4 separate regions of the Mus musculus genome follow, and regions 1, 2 and 3 are each linked to region 4. Evidence: chromatin contacts called from public promoter capture Hi-C data. All regions are on one chromosome and are shown on one strand. The core of a region is the stretch at or near the end of the contact, and the rest is flanking DNA. Distances in the headings are between cores, read along the strand shown. Region 1 holds the start of A830036E02Rik (RIKEN cDNA A830036E02 gene). Region 2 overlaps Rara (retinoic acid receptor, alpha). Region 3 holds the start of Csf3 (colony stimulating factor 3 (granulocyte)). Region 4 overlaps Klhl11 (kelch-like 11).

The links. Promoter capture Hi-C pulls out the DNA fragments that hold promoters and counts their contacts.
Region 1: a promoter capture Hi-C map of hippocampal neurons shows a contact between it and region 4, with 5 times the contacts expected there. The contact joins the promoter of A830036E02Rik here to the enhancer-like site in region 4. A contact is called at or near these places in 7 of 39 promoter capture datasets (the 3T3-L1 cell line, frontonasal cranial neural crest, hippocampal neurons and 2 more).
Region 2: a promoter capture Hi-C map of hippocampal neurons shows a contact between it and region 4, with 3 times the contacts expected there. The contact joins two enhancer-like sites. A contact is called at or near these places in 11 of 39 promoter capture datasets (the 3T3-L1 cell line, the C10 cell line, cranial neural crest and 7 more) and 1 of 115 datasets of contacts at active chromatin or transcription factors (astrocytes).
Region 3: a contact with region 4 is called in a promoter capture Hi-C map of hippocampal neurons, with 8 times the contacts expected there. The contact joins the promoter of Csf3 here to the enhancer-like site in region 4. A contact is called at or near these places in 4 of 39 promoter capture datasets (the 3T3-L1 cell line, cranial neural crest, hippocampal neurons and 1 more) and 1 of 115 datasets of contacts at active chromatin or transcription factors (pancreatic cancer cells).

The regions. Positions count from the first base shown.
Region 1 is chr11:99,415,206-99,418,522 of GRCm38.p6, forward strand. It overlaps A830036E02Rik (RIKEN cDNA A830036E02 gene), which reads left to right and starts at 2,038. Exons shown (of 4, transcript NR_153851.1): 1 at 2,038-2,137; 2 at 2,730-3,207. It overlaps Krt12 (keratin 12), which reads right to left. Exons shown (of 8, transcript NM_010661.2): 4 at 3,280-3,317; 5 at 3,069-3,194; 6 at 2,710-2,930; 7 at 1,690-1,760; 8 at 459-903. The coding sequence ends at 806.
Region 2 is chr11:98,967,525-98,970,864 of GRCm38.p6, forward strand. It overlaps Rara (retinoic acid receptor, alpha), which reads left to right. Exons shown (of 9, transcript NM_009024.2): 4 at 521-662; 5 at 2,633-2,793; 6 at 2,969-3,145. Among named protein-coding and RNA genes, the nearest start is that of Gjd3, 14 kb to the right of the region's middle. Within about 2 kb of position 1,602, at least 82 of the 459 cell types and tissues checked have an H3K27ac peak or open chromatin away from gene starts, as enhancers often do. A contact at or near this core is called in hippocampal neurons, where this site is marked.
Region 3 is chr11:98,699,603-98,702,825 of GRCm38.p6, forward strand. It overlaps Csf3 (colony stimulating factor 3 (granulocyte)), which reads left to right and starts at 1,711. Exons shown (of 5, transcript NM_009971.1): 1 at 1,711-1,817; 2 at 1,902-2,074; 3 at 2,424-2,531; 4 at 2,778-2,924; 5 at 3,200-3,223. The coding sequence starts at 1,778. It overlaps Gm38985 (a long non-coding RNA gene), which reads right to left and starts at 1,908. Exons shown (of 3, transcript XR_001780319.2): 1 at 1,835-1,908; 2 at 811-1,496.
Region 4 is chr11:100,461,033-100,464,644 of GRCm38.p6, forward strand. Klhl11 (kelch-like 11) reads right to left here. Exons shown (of 2, transcript NM_172565.2): 2 at 1,580-3,413. The coding sequence ends at 1,832. Among named protein-coding and RNA genes, the nearest start is that of Klhl11, 9.9 kb to the right of the region's middle. Within about 2 kb of position 1,844, at least 10 of the 459 cell types and tissues checked have an H3K27ac peak or open chromatin away from gene starts, as enhancers often do. A contact at or near this core is called in hippocampal neurons, where this site is marked.

The sequences.
Region 1 (3,317 bases), core at 788-3,287, 1.0 Mb before region 4:
CACCATCAAATCTCCTAGCTTCCATTCTATGCCATTAGGTCATCATTAAGAGAGAAATCAGCTTTCTTAACCTACAACTTAGGGTTCTTCCCTCTAGATTTGGCTGCTATTGTTGATGACAGGCTTGCTACCATGGGACCCACATGGTCCAGATGGCTATGACTGACACACAGCCCATAGCATCAGGTCATCATTAAGTGTATGAAATTAAGTGAATAGGAACCCATTGACTGTATGAAAGAAGGCCCCAGAAAATGGAACAAGTGTTCTCTCCTATAATGGAAAATATAAAATTCCATTAACCTCCGAGAGGATGAACCCTTAAAATAATCTTAATTTCTAACCTCAGTTTTTTTTTTTTTTTTTGGTCTGAGTGCTTATGTGCTTTGTTATTAATATCTTAAAAGCTTCTGTCTATGCCCTTGACAGTATTGTTGAAATCAAGGAGAGGCACACACTTCACTTCATTGCCATTAATCTTTAATTAAAGTTAGTGTTGTTAAACCCATACGGTTCCGTCAAAGCTGTGGGATTAAACAAATGGTCCAGGCGACCAGAAAAACTTAGTGGAAAGACTTCTTCAGGCCCAGGAAGGTGTAAGGTGATCTGGGGTTGCAATGAAGACCAGCAGAGCCACAGAGACTTGTAAATTGGATATTGTTTCAGAAATGCTAACAAGACCCAACCTGCATAGAGAATCCAAGGAAAAGGAAACTGGCCAAAACAGGTGCTGAATTCATATAGCGCACGGAAGCAGTAACTCCTGGCTGGAAACTTCGCATCCCAGAGGAGCCCGTGTGAGGCCTTACATCTCTTCTTCAAGTTCCTGAACCTGGGATGAGACCACTTCGCCATTCACTATCTCCTGCACGACTGTCTTGATTTTTCGAGTTTTATTTGGGTCTAAAGGTAAAAAACAAACACAAACAAACAAACAACACAAAAGAGGATGATGATTATTACTAAGCAGTTATCAACCCAAGGTTTATTCTTGTTCAACTTAAGCTTTTCGTCAAATTCAGACTTTTGCAAGTGACTCCATTCCAAACCAAGTGAGTTTTACTTAGTGGAAATGAAATTTATTCAGGACTGTCTTGTGCACAAATCAAAAGGCTCAACGTCTCCCTCCATCTCTCTGTTCCTCTAGTTCTTTCTTTCAGTTCAGGGTCTTGCTAAATATTAGCCCAGGATAGCCTGGAACTCACTATCCCCCCCCCCCTCTCTCTTTCTCTCTCTCTCTCTTTTAATTTTTATTAAAAAAATTTAGCCCTCCAAGAGATGGGATGGCAGGCACACACTAATCCTGGTGTACTTTAAAAGCATTTAAGAAGTGTGCATGGTAGTGCATGAATGTAATCCTAGCATTCAGGAGGCAGAGGCAGGTGGATCTCCATGAGTTCAAGGGCAGCCTGGTCTACAGAGCGAGTTCCTGAACAGCCAGGGCTACACAGAGAAACCCCGTCTCATGGCGCTCATTTTGTCTTCCTAGAGTAGGATTTTCTTACTTGAGCTTGCTGAGAGTTTTAATATACCACTCCACTGCCCAGTGTGTTTGAGCAGAGATATGTCCCCTGCTCAGAACACAAATCTATTTTAAGTTATTTACACTCAACGTTTAGTGAGATCTTACAGTTTAGTCATTTCACGAATGAGAGTCTGCCTTATTTTTAATGATTCTCGTGTCCATACCTTTAGAGGAATCGACTGATGGTGTCTGCGGTTTGGAGACAGAAAGGGATGAGCTCTCGTCAAAACCGTCGCTGTAAAGAGAAGGAGAGCTGTGCTCACGTGATTGTTGGATAAGTAAGGAGACCCTGCTGCTTGAGCTTAAACATGAGAGACGCCTACACAACCGCAACAAAAATAGAGATGCTATTACAAGTTTCTTGGCTGACTGATGCACCACGAGGGTAGCTAATTGGGTCAGCACAGATTTTCATCCAAACCTCCTACAATGGGCTCTGAGGGGGAGCAGCTTGGTCTCAGAAATCAGCTGTCTTAATTTACCATCTGGGGCTCTTCCTTCCAGATTAGGCTGCTATTGTTGATGACGGGTTTGCTACCGTGGGGCTGGGTGATCCGGATGCTGCTATCGATGTGTTATCCCTAGCATCAAGAGATGGTTCTTCTAGAACATGTAAGTACTCATTTACAATGAGCATTTTATTAATTTGTATCAAGTGAGATAGTGGCTGAATACATTCTATTATCTAGTAAATTCTAGGCATGCATTTTCTAGATTTGTTGTTTTATCCTTTTTTCCCTCCTCTTCAAAAGTCTGTGTGTGTGTGTGTGTGTGTGTGTGTGTGCATGCATGTTCATGTGTTGGTTCTGGACTACACCTTGTTTGAGACACACTGGGCCACAGACTTCTGAGGCTCTTCATGCCTCCACCTTCTGTCTTCAGCAGGAGCGATGAGGTTAGAGATACACTCGACATGGGTTTTGGGGGCTCTGGACTCAGTTCTCTACACTTGCAAGCTTCCCAGCCCACCCCCTCTTCCTGCAGGCAGTATGCAGATGTAGCTCAGGTTGGTCTGGAACGTGGGTTCCTCTTGCCCCAGACTCCTCAGTGCTAGGATCACTGGCAAGATTTGTTCCCTGTTTAGTCGACTACAGCCCTCTTCTCCCACTGCAGAAAAAAAATCTGCATCAGGTGTCCACAGTCTTTCAGCCCCTACGATGTTTCCAATCTTATTGTCTGCTCACCCTTGGCTGTCCCCCTCCAGCAGCCGGCGGTAGGTCTCAATCTCCATCTCCAGGCGAGCCTTGACGCCCAGCAGCCGCTGGTGGTCCGCATTCTGGCGCTCCGCGTCAGCCCGCACCTGTTGGAGTTGCTCCTCCAGGCTGCCGATCAGCTGCTGCACCTGAGACAGTTGGCAGCAGTACCCACCCTCGGTTTCAGCCAGCGAGCCTTCCAGGGACGACTTCTGCAAATGGGAGATAGACAGAATTGTCTGGGGATCAGAGAACAAGATGGGCAGCCCATGGTCCAGCATACGGTGGGTGCAACATCTTTTTTTTTGGAAGTTAAAGGATGCATCATCTCTCTCTGCATGTCACGCTACCATGGCGAGCTGGGACTGGAGTTCAATCTCTAGGTTCTGCACCATGCGCTTCAGGTCGGTGACCTCGCTCTTGCTGGACTGAAGCTGCTCCGTGTTGCTGCTGATCTCTTTTCGGAGCTCTCTGCTCTGCAACAGCAAAGTAGGTGGATGGGGTGAGCTCTGCGCTGGCTCAAAGGGCTTTCTGGGAATGCATCAAATCTCGCGGTGTTACCTTTTCAAGAAACCAGGCCTCTGCATCTTTCCGATTTT
Region 2 (3,340 bases), core at 352-2,851, 1.5 Mb before region 4:
TGTTTTGTTTTTTTTGTTTTTTTGGGGGGGGGACAGTCTTTTGAGACAAAGTGTCTCTATTATGCAGCTCTGGTTGTCCTGGAACTCTATATAGACCAGGCTGAAGTCAGACTCTCAGAAATCCACTTGGCTTCAAGCCTCCCAAGTGCTGGGATTAAAGGAACTCTTTACCACACCCAGCTCATCCTGCTGTCTTTTCATGCTGTGTCCTGAGTCCAGGCTGTGAGTTCCAGATGCCTCCTTTCCCATCTCCAACCTTGTGTGTCCTGTGTCCTCTGCAGCCCTGAGTCTTTGTCTCTGAAAAAAAAAATCAGGTACAGGGATGTTGGCTAGGGAAGACTCCAGGCCAGCCTGTGAGATAGCGACAGGCTTGGGCTCTCCCAGAGAGCATCTTTTCAAAAGAGTCATCCTCCCCCATTTTTCTACCATTATTACATAGGCCATAGCAAAAGCTTAGGGGTAGCTGCTAGGCTGCTCCCGCTGTGGGTGTGGATAACCCGTCTCCTTCTCCTGTCCCCAGGGCTTCTTCCGACGAAGCATCCAGAAGAACATGGTGTATACGTGTCACCGGGACAAGAACTGCATCATCAACAAGGTGACCCGGAACCGCTGCCAGTACTGCCGGCTGCAGAAATGTTTCGACGTGGGCATGTCCAAGGAGTGTGAGTGTCGCAGGGCCAGGGGCCAAGCCCCGCCCAAGGTGGGGCGTGCAGGGGTGCTGTGTGTGTGTGTGTGTGTGTGTGTGTGTGTGTGTGCCTGTGTATACATGTGGGAACATGTGTGCCGCGGCAGGCGGGCAAGCTTCTAGTTAAGGATGCTTTGTAGATAACACCACAAACCTGGGAGTCTGGCTGGCTGCGTGTCCATGGATCGTTTGGTGTTAAGCCCAGAATGCACAGAGCGGTCCCCTTAGCATGGTGGTTGCTTGCATGCCTGCTTGTGTATGGGGTGCCTGCCCCCAGGATAGCTTTCTTCTGGGTTTTGCTTGGCTTTGGGTGTGGCTCAGTAGCTTATCCCAGTCCCTCCTGTATCTTAAGGGAGAGGCCTGAACTCGAAAAGGTGTGAAGTTGGTCTGTATGTATGGGGGGGCTGACATAGGACCCCCTGAAGCCATTGTCTGGATAAACCTGGAACCCTGAGTTGGAAGAGAATTGGGCTTCTCAGATCCCAGAGGAAAGGGGGTTTCCAGTTTGGGCTCAGCTGAGGCCCTGACGGAGGGAGGGACAGAGGGGAGGGCTGGACGGGGAGACCCTCTTGTGTTGAATCATGGGTGTTGCCGTGGTGACCAGTGATTGATGATGTCAGAGATAAATGACGCTGACAGACGCCTCCTTGTCTGCGTGGCCGTTGCCATGGAGCCCGAGCCTTGGGGGATGAGGTGGGGGAGGGGGCTGCAAGACCCCCTCCAGCCCTTTGTGGGGAGGGGTGCTGAGAAAGATGGTTCTGACTAATGCACCAGCAGCCCCAGCCAGGAATTGGGGAGCTGGATATCCTGCTGCCTCCTGTCACCAGAGACACGGGAGTGCTGGTCTTGTACTCAGGAAGTAGTGACTAGTGACGGTCCTCTGCAGAGTCTGTGACAACTTGGGACGTGCAGAACTGAGACCTTTTGGTAAAGGGGCCGTCACTTCCTTCTCCCTTTGCCCCACCTTCCTTCTTTGAACTATTAGAACAGGACGAGGGTGGGGACCCCCTCTCCTTCCCACAACAACTCCCCCTTTCTTTCTCTCCCTCCTCTCCCTCTCCCGGCTGCTCCGTGCCCCGGAGCTGAGCAGCTGCCATTTCAATAGAATTAAAGCTTCCGAATGATAAACGTCTTGTCACAGCTGCAATTTTCTCTTCCCAAATTATCCCCCACTCTGCCTCTCCCTTCTCTCCCCTGCACTTTATTGAATTTGCAGAATCGACATGAGTGATCTCCAAATTATGCCAGCTTCCCCCCCCATCACCCCCCCCCCGTCCCCTCCCTGGACCCCCACCCCCACCCTTCCTTCCTCCCGCGTCAGCAGCCGCCACGGAGGCCCTGTGAGTGATTGTGTGTCTGGGATAATCGGCTGGTAACGACCCCATCGCTTCTTTAAAGCCCGAGCGGTGTGTGCGGCTCAGCGCCCCCCTCCCAGCGATCTGTCAGCTCCCCGGCTAATGGGCCAAGAGATTCTTCTGCCAGGGGGCCCCCATTCTCTGGTTGGGGAGCCTTATTCCCTGCCTGCCCAGGGAAGCTGCTTTGAGCCAGTCTTAGGAATCCCCCAGGGAGATCGCTGCCAGGAGAGCTGGGACAGCAGGGATTCCTGGCAGGCACCAAAGCGGGGACTCAGTGTGTGTGACTGCCAACCTGGGCACATGTTCTTAGAGTGTGGGCTGCTGCCATGGGTGCATGACGACAGGGTACCACACACTGGCGGAGGGCATATGTGCACATGTGTGGTGTGGCCTCAGCCACAGTCCCAGGCCCTAAAATAGGATTTAGGATATGAGTCAGACAGGTTAGTGTGGGGCACTGTTTTGTGGATCTGTCTGTCTGTCTGTGTGTGTCTGTCTGGGTGGTGGACAGCATAGGCTGGACGACCCCGAGCCAAAAGCAGTCACTCTCTAACCAACCCATGTCCCCCCTTCCACCCCTCCCTCCCCCCAGCGGTGCGAAACGATCGAAACAAAAAGAAGAAAGAGGCACCCAAGCCCGAGTGCTCAGAGAGCTACACGCTGACGCCTGAGGTGGGCGAGCTCATTGAGAAGGTTCGCAAAGCGCACCAGGAGACCTTCCCGGCCCTCTGCCAGCTGGGCAAGTACACTACGGTATGCCAGCCGCGAGGGGTACTGCACACCCAGGCCGCCTCTGCTGCCCTTCCCCTGTCTCCTCCTACACTGTCAGGAAGTGTAGGCTGAGCAGAGGGCGAAAGGCAGCGAGCGGCCAGGCTGAAGCGGGTGCCAGTGCCGTAGCTGAGGCCCTGACCCTCCCTGCCTCCCCCAGAACAACAGCTCAGAACAACGAGTCTCCCTGGACATTGACCTCTGGGACAAGTTCAGTGAACTCTCCACCAAGTGCATCATTAAGACTGTGGAGTTCGCCAAGCAGCTTCCCGGCTTCACCACCCTCACCATCGCCGACCAGATCACCCTCCTCAAGGCTGCCTGCCTGGATATCCTGGTGAGAGTCTGCCCCTGCTCTCCAGCCGGGTTCCGGCCCTTGTAGGATCTGTTCCCAGCCAGATGGCCACTTTCCCCGATGCTTTCCCCCGAATCCAAATCCCCCACCGCTCACGTTGGGCCACTTTCTTCCACTCCTGTGGGCACCTTGTCCACTTAGCTGTGTTGTGGGAAGGTGGCATTATCCTGGGAACAG
Region 3 (3,223 bases), core at 461-2,960, 1.8 Mb before region 4:
TAATACCGAGCCCTTTAATTCAGTTCCTCATGCTGTGGTGACCCCCAAACATAAAACGATCTCATTGCTACTTCATAACTGTGATTTGGTACTGTTATCAATTACGATGTAAGTATCTGATACGCAAGATGTCTATCTGATATTCTATTCGACCCCTGTGGGTCTTGAGTTTGTGACATATAAAGTAGGCAGCTGTTGCCAGTTAGCATGTTTTAAGAATTAAATCTCGCCGGGCATGGTGGCGCACGCCTTTAATCCCAGCACTCAGGAGGCAGAGGCAGGCAGATTTCTGAGTTCGAGGCCAGCCTGATCTACTGAGTGAGTTCCAGGATAGCCAGGGCTATCGAGACAGAGAAAACCTGTCTTGAAAAACAAAAACAAACAAATAAACAAACAGAATGGGAATCCCTTGGCCTGTCCTCTCAAGCAGAGGCTATGTAGTTAATGTCCATGACATCTGTGGCCACCAGAGGGCACCCTAGCCCCAGAGTTGGCCCCACCCCATCAGGTATGCCTCAACATCAAAAAATGTCTATATTCCTTGGCCCCACCTTGGTGGGGGTGAAATAGTTCAGAAAGTACCAGATCGAGATGCCATCAGTCAGACAAGGAATGCCGTCCTCCTTTTTAGGTAGTAATACCCTGTTGGGACTGAGAGCGACTGGGATGTCCCTCCATCCCTACTACCCATGATTGGGCAAGGCATTTCCCTTTCTGGCCCAGTTCACAGAGGTGAAATCACCAAGGTCTCTTTCAGAGCTAACACTGGGCAGAGTTCTAGGATGGGAGATGCAGCTCCTCCTTTCTCACCTCAGCATGCATCGACTCAAGCCAGCTCACACCACTGCTACATAATGAGCAGAGATCGTCGGGACACTCCATGACCCAGCCTCCGACGCCCTCCAGATGCCCCAGACTCCACGACATCGAGGTAATGTGCCAAGGGAAGCAGAAAGGCAAGGTCAGGTGAGCCAGGAGCCCCAGAGGGTCTTGATTCATTCAAGACAGACATCCGGTTTCCTCTGGCCTCTCTGCCAGGATCCAGGGGCTTAAAGAAATGAGTCATAATGGGGGGTATTGGGGAGTTCCCAGCTAATCAGCCTGGGACAGAACGGCCTGAATGCTGGACCAATTTATTTTTATCCAAATGTGGGGCAGGCGTAGACAGCAAGACCCTACCTAGGGTGCTGTGGAGGGCTCCCAGAAAAGCAGGAGGCAGCCACCAGGAAGCTTATGGGTCTGAAAAGAGGACAGGTTCTTTCTTCTCTCGGGATGTTTGTCCCAGGTATAGGTGACTTGAGAATCACAAATGAAGGGCAGAGGGGGCTCCCCAAGCACGTCTGCCAGAGGATGGAGAGACAGAAGCAGTCTTGATCTGAGCACCCATTCTTCCCCAGGGTCTGAGTTCCTTGCTATCCCCTCCAGGGTTTCACCAGCCTTGTTGGACAACTCGGATCCAGATCCAACACCCTGCAGCGATTCAGGCCTGGGTGTGGCTGGAAGAGAGGAAGAGAGTTTGAGGGGGGGACAAGACGTCAAGGAAGGAACAGAGATTCCCCGATTTCACAAAAACTTTCGCAAACAGCTTTTCCCCAACCCCCTGCATTGTCCTGAGCTATCATCAAATTTGCATAAATCCTGGGAAGTTATTACTAAGCCTGAGTTGCCCCAGCCCCAGGTAATTTCCTCCCGGGGCCTTGATGGCTTTATGTATAAAGGCCCCCTGGAGCTGGGCCCTGGCAGAGCCCAGAGCTGCAGCCCAGATCACCCAGAATCCATGGCTCAACTTTCTGCCCAGAGGCGCATGAAGCTAATGGGTGAGTGCCCTGGTTACCTGCCCTGGGTGTGGAATGGAGAGAGGCCGGATAACAAGTGCCTCAGACCCGTCTGTTTGCTCCTAGCCCTGCAGCTGCTGCTGTGGCAAAGTGCACTATGGTCAGGACGAGAGGCCGTTCCCCTGGTCACTGTCAGCGCTCTGCCACCATCCCTGCCTCTGCCCCGAAGCTTCCTGCTTAAGTCCCTGGAGCAAGTGAGGAAGATCCAGGCCAGCGGCTCGGTGCTGCTGGAGCAGTTGGTGAGTGGGGTTGCCATAGGTGTGGAGGGAAGGACTTGGGGGGGGTAGCGGGGGAGGCAGGAGCACAAATGAGAAGAGGGCAGACTAGGAACACACAGCAGTTGACAGTGTTTGCCCAGTGTGCACAAGAGCCTAGATGGCACCCTCAGAATACTGACAGAAACATTGAGGAAGGGAACATGGGGGGAGAAGGGCACAGGAAAGAGAATGAGTAGAGACAGCAGTGGGACCTCTGGATGGGACAGTCCTTAGGGTCACTAGGAAGGTAGGGAGCTGAGAAGCCAGGAGGACCTGAGCTGGACAAAGAGCCTGGCCCAGGTGAGCACCCTCAGTATCCTTCCATCTACAGTGTGCCACCTACAAGCTGTGTCACCCCGAGGAGCTGGTGTTGCTGGGCCACTCTCTGGGGATCCCGAAGGCTTCCCTGAGTGGCTGCTCTAGCCAGGCCCTGCAGCAGGTGAGTATTTTCGGAAAAAGGAGGACCAGGAGGAGAAGGGGGAGGAGGGGGAGGAGGAGAAAGAGGGAGAGGAGGGGGAGAAGGGGGAGGAGGAGGGGGAGGAGGAAGAAGAGGGGGAGGAGGGGGAGGAGAAGGAGGGGAAGAAGGAGGAGGAGGGGGAGAAGGAAGGACTACATCCTACTATTTGGGCTCCTGAAGAGAGCAAGCATCCCAAGATGTACTGCCTAACCCTGCTATCTTCCCCAGACACAGTGCCTAAGCCAGCTCCACAGTGGGCTCTGCCTCTACCAAGGTCTCCTGCAGGCTCTATCGGGTATTTCCCCTGCCCTGGCCCCCACCTTGGACTTGCTTCAGCTGGATGTTGCCAACTTTGCCACCACCATCTGGCAGCAGGTGAGTACCATCTGGAGGGGGTCATGGCAGCACACCTGGGCACCCTGGAAGCTCTCTATATTTTCAGAGGCCTGTTTTTTGGGAAGACACCCCTCGCCCCCTACCCCGCTTCCTCCAGGCTGAGAGACAGACAGACTCTGTCCAGAGACAGACTGGGTTGGAGTCTTGGTCCTACCGTTAACGTTTAATGAGCCCCACAGGCCAACTTAACCAACTTCCCAGCACTTCCTCACCTCAAGGAAGGACTGATCCCTGACTTCATCTCCTCCCCACAGATGGAAAACCTAGGGGTGGCCCCT
Region 4 (3,612 bases), core at 594-3,093:
ATATCAATATTTATCAATACTGTATCTAGAATTAAATGATATCAAAATTTGAAATAGTCACAGAACAAGATCAAGATTACCCACAAAAGCTTAAGGGTGAGAGTGCCAAGTCTAAAGCCCCGCACAAGGGAGTTCAGAGACTAAGTACAAATTAGATCCAGATTAGAAAAATGGGAAATTGTATATTCCAAGTATCTACATATGAACAAAAAAATCCAATGTACTGAGTAGGAATTTATTATCAAAAACAGTGCAAAAGCAATATGTCAACCTATACAAGGCTCAAAAGAAAATGGTTAATCCTCCAATGCCATATGCAACAAAGAATGCAGATACTAAGAGAGAATGGGGCGCAAAGATATTCCTAATCCAACTGAAAAATTAAAAGATCATGAACATGAACTATAAAATAGCAGCTCTAGAAAACAATAATAAATATAAAGAATTAGAGGAAGTGAATGTCCAACATCATTGTCACAGCTCAACAAAAGCAGAGAACTGGAGGGAGTAGAAACAGCTGCTGCTGAAACTGCTTCTTGGTCCTTGGAAGCTTGTCCCTCAGGATCTATATATGGCCAAAGCCTGATCTACCTAGTGAGTTCCAGGCCAACCAAGGCTACATAGTGAGACCATGTCTCAAAAAAAAAAAAAAAAAAAAAAAAAAGACTTTAGGGAATGCAATAAAAATATGTACATACTAAAAACCTTTTCTGCAAGATGACATTGAATTGATTATGTAACATTTTGATAGTTTCCTGTTAAATGTGGTATGTCAAAGCCTTAAAATTTTAAAAGCCAAAACTATGTACTCAGATTTGATATTCTAGGCTCTAAGTTCCAGTAGAAGTCTAGGGCAACTAGGTAAAATATAACAATCAGGGGCCAGAAATAACATGGCTTCTCTTAGCGGTATTTTCTAAACGGTTACTTCCTTGCCATTTGAAAGCTTTACTTGTAGAAAGAAATGATGAAGAGTCTATATAATATTCAGCGGAGCAAAAAACAAACTGAAGGCATCCTGTGTTGATTGTCACGGCACACTGCATCCTCATCAACACAACCATTCAAAGTGTTTCAAATGTTTGTTCATTTGCTTTCTCAGCTACACTGAGCACTTCTCTTCACCTGTGTAACTCCCTCTTTAGACAACTAGACAACCAGGTAAACATTAATACCTTCCCAACTATCATCTCAGGATGATGGCTTCAAGTCTATAAACAGCTGTGAAAGAAACCAAACAAACCAGAGGACGTGCCACTCACAAACTTCTCATTGTCACCCTTTCCAATGAACAAAACCAGCATTTGCAGATACAGCAAAGCATCAGGGCTCCATTCTGAGATCATCCTTGCTGAAACATTGTGCTTTACCTTCAGATCCAGTTTCACTATTGCACACGTCTCTCCTACAGATGAGAGCTTAACGCATAAATTGGTATCACTGAAAACAAACAATCCATAAAAAACTTAAAGGAGCATCAAAGTAAATGTGCAAATAACACTGGTGCTTAGAGCCCCACGTAAGTCCCTAAGACAAAGGAGTTAGTGGTTGGCAGAAAAAAGGCCAAGTAACTAGACCTGCTTTCCCCCACTTCTCTTTAATAAGATCTTATTTACCAGCACACAAACACAAACCAAAGTCAGGACTGCAACCTAACAAAAATTACCACATTGAACTGAGTTTCTATTTGTTTTTTAACTATACTTCTTGTATATAGGGTAATAAGTCCAAGTAGAAAATAAGTCATTGACATACTTTTCCAAGTAACAGTCCAGGCATCCCCGCCTCACAGAACAGGGAGAACAGTTTTCAGCTGCAAACGCTGGTGAGCTCAGCATTCAATCTGGGAACTTGGCACTCTCCGCATGTTCAGGGCGTGCCGATGTATCTCTTGCATCTGTCGGATGCGGTCCTTCTGCCACATTAAATTTTGAGGCATGGGGTATCTCTGTGTGCCATGTAAGTACCGGTAAGGGATCCTGACATGGCAAGCAGTGGCCCTGCAGCGGGGCTGAGGCATTGGAGGAAGGAGCATCCACCTCTTTCTCTCAGCACAGTATCGGTAGGCCTCTTTCCTGTACTGTTTGTCAATATCATCACTGTTTTTCCAGCCTCCAATAATGAAGACATCATCTCTGTAATAGCAAATGGCTGCTCCTTCGATGCTTAGGACTTCTGGAGGCAAGCTTTCAAGGATCTCATCAGACACCTGACCGGCAATTTTTCTTACTGCTTCTTCATTTTCTAAGGAGTAACTCTTGGGACAGCATGATGCTGTCTGATAAAAGTTTGAATTGACCACAGACATCTGGAAAAAACAGTAATTGTCAATAAGCGGTAAAGATTCCACATCTTGCCACTGTCGAGTCTCTGTATCATAGCAAGTAATTACAGCCTTCAGTCCATCCTCAGTGTCCCGGTCCACGGGCGTGCGGGCAGCAATGTACACAAACCGGTCCTCAATGGCTAATGCTTTGACATCTCGCAGAATCTTTGGTGCTGACTCTAAGTTGTGCCATTTATCAAGCTCGGGATTGTAAACAGTCACGTCTTTAAAGCCAGGGCTAAAATTGCCGTGTCCTCCAATGCTATACAGCTTCCCTTTGACTTCTGTTAGCCCAAAAGAGTGCTTTCTGGTCATCAGACTACAAACATGTTCCCATGTATTCAGGTTTGGGTTGTATCTTTCCACAGTTTTAGCAAACCCTGGTTCCATGGAGCCAGCAACATACACGTAGGACTCTGTAATTGCGACGGCATGTCCATCAAGGTGGTTATGAATGTGGGGCAGATTGACCCACCTATCCTCATCAACAAAATATCCCACACATTCACTTAAGTAGTCTCCTCCTTCCGACACTCCTCCGATAACCATGATTACGTCCATGTTTTGTCCATAGCGAGGTAACAGTGAGACTTGTGAAGTGGGCTGCTGCAATGTGCCAGACTGTATATTCTCTGCTCTGAGCGCATGCCTCTCCACTGCTTCTGCCACCAGCTTGACACAAACTTCATTATTGGCCACTAGCCGCTCTGGTTTGACATGCCGTGTAAGGTAGGTGGGTTTCATCTGGGACAATCTGAGCAATTTAAAAAGCTCTTCAAAGTATCTCTCTCTCTCTTCTGCATTTCTCTGAACCCACTTCAAAACTGTTTCAAAAAGAACCTCTTCAGAATCCACAGTGATTTCCAAGTCCGAAAGCCAGTCCCGAATGAGATGGAAAGGTAAAGTGTAAAATTCCTCATCCTGAATGACTTTATAGAAATTTCTCCGTATCATATCTGCAGCTTTCAGAGCAAGCTGGCTCAGGGTATACATGTGGGCTAAGCTATGAATGGCCACACAATTCGAGAGATGAAGTTTTTTCTTGAGAAATTCTCCACAGAATTCTTTTAAACGAATTAATAAGAATCTAGAATCAAGAAAAAAGAGAAAAGATTGATTTTGGAATATATATGTTATATAGTTGTATGTGTACCTGAATTATACAAATTAAAATGGTAGGATTAATCTTATAAACACAAGCCTGGAAAAAGACTACCCTCCCTCTGCAAATTAGCAAACAGTATGCGGGAAAGTATTTTTAGGAGGGAGGGTTTGAAATAGGTCTC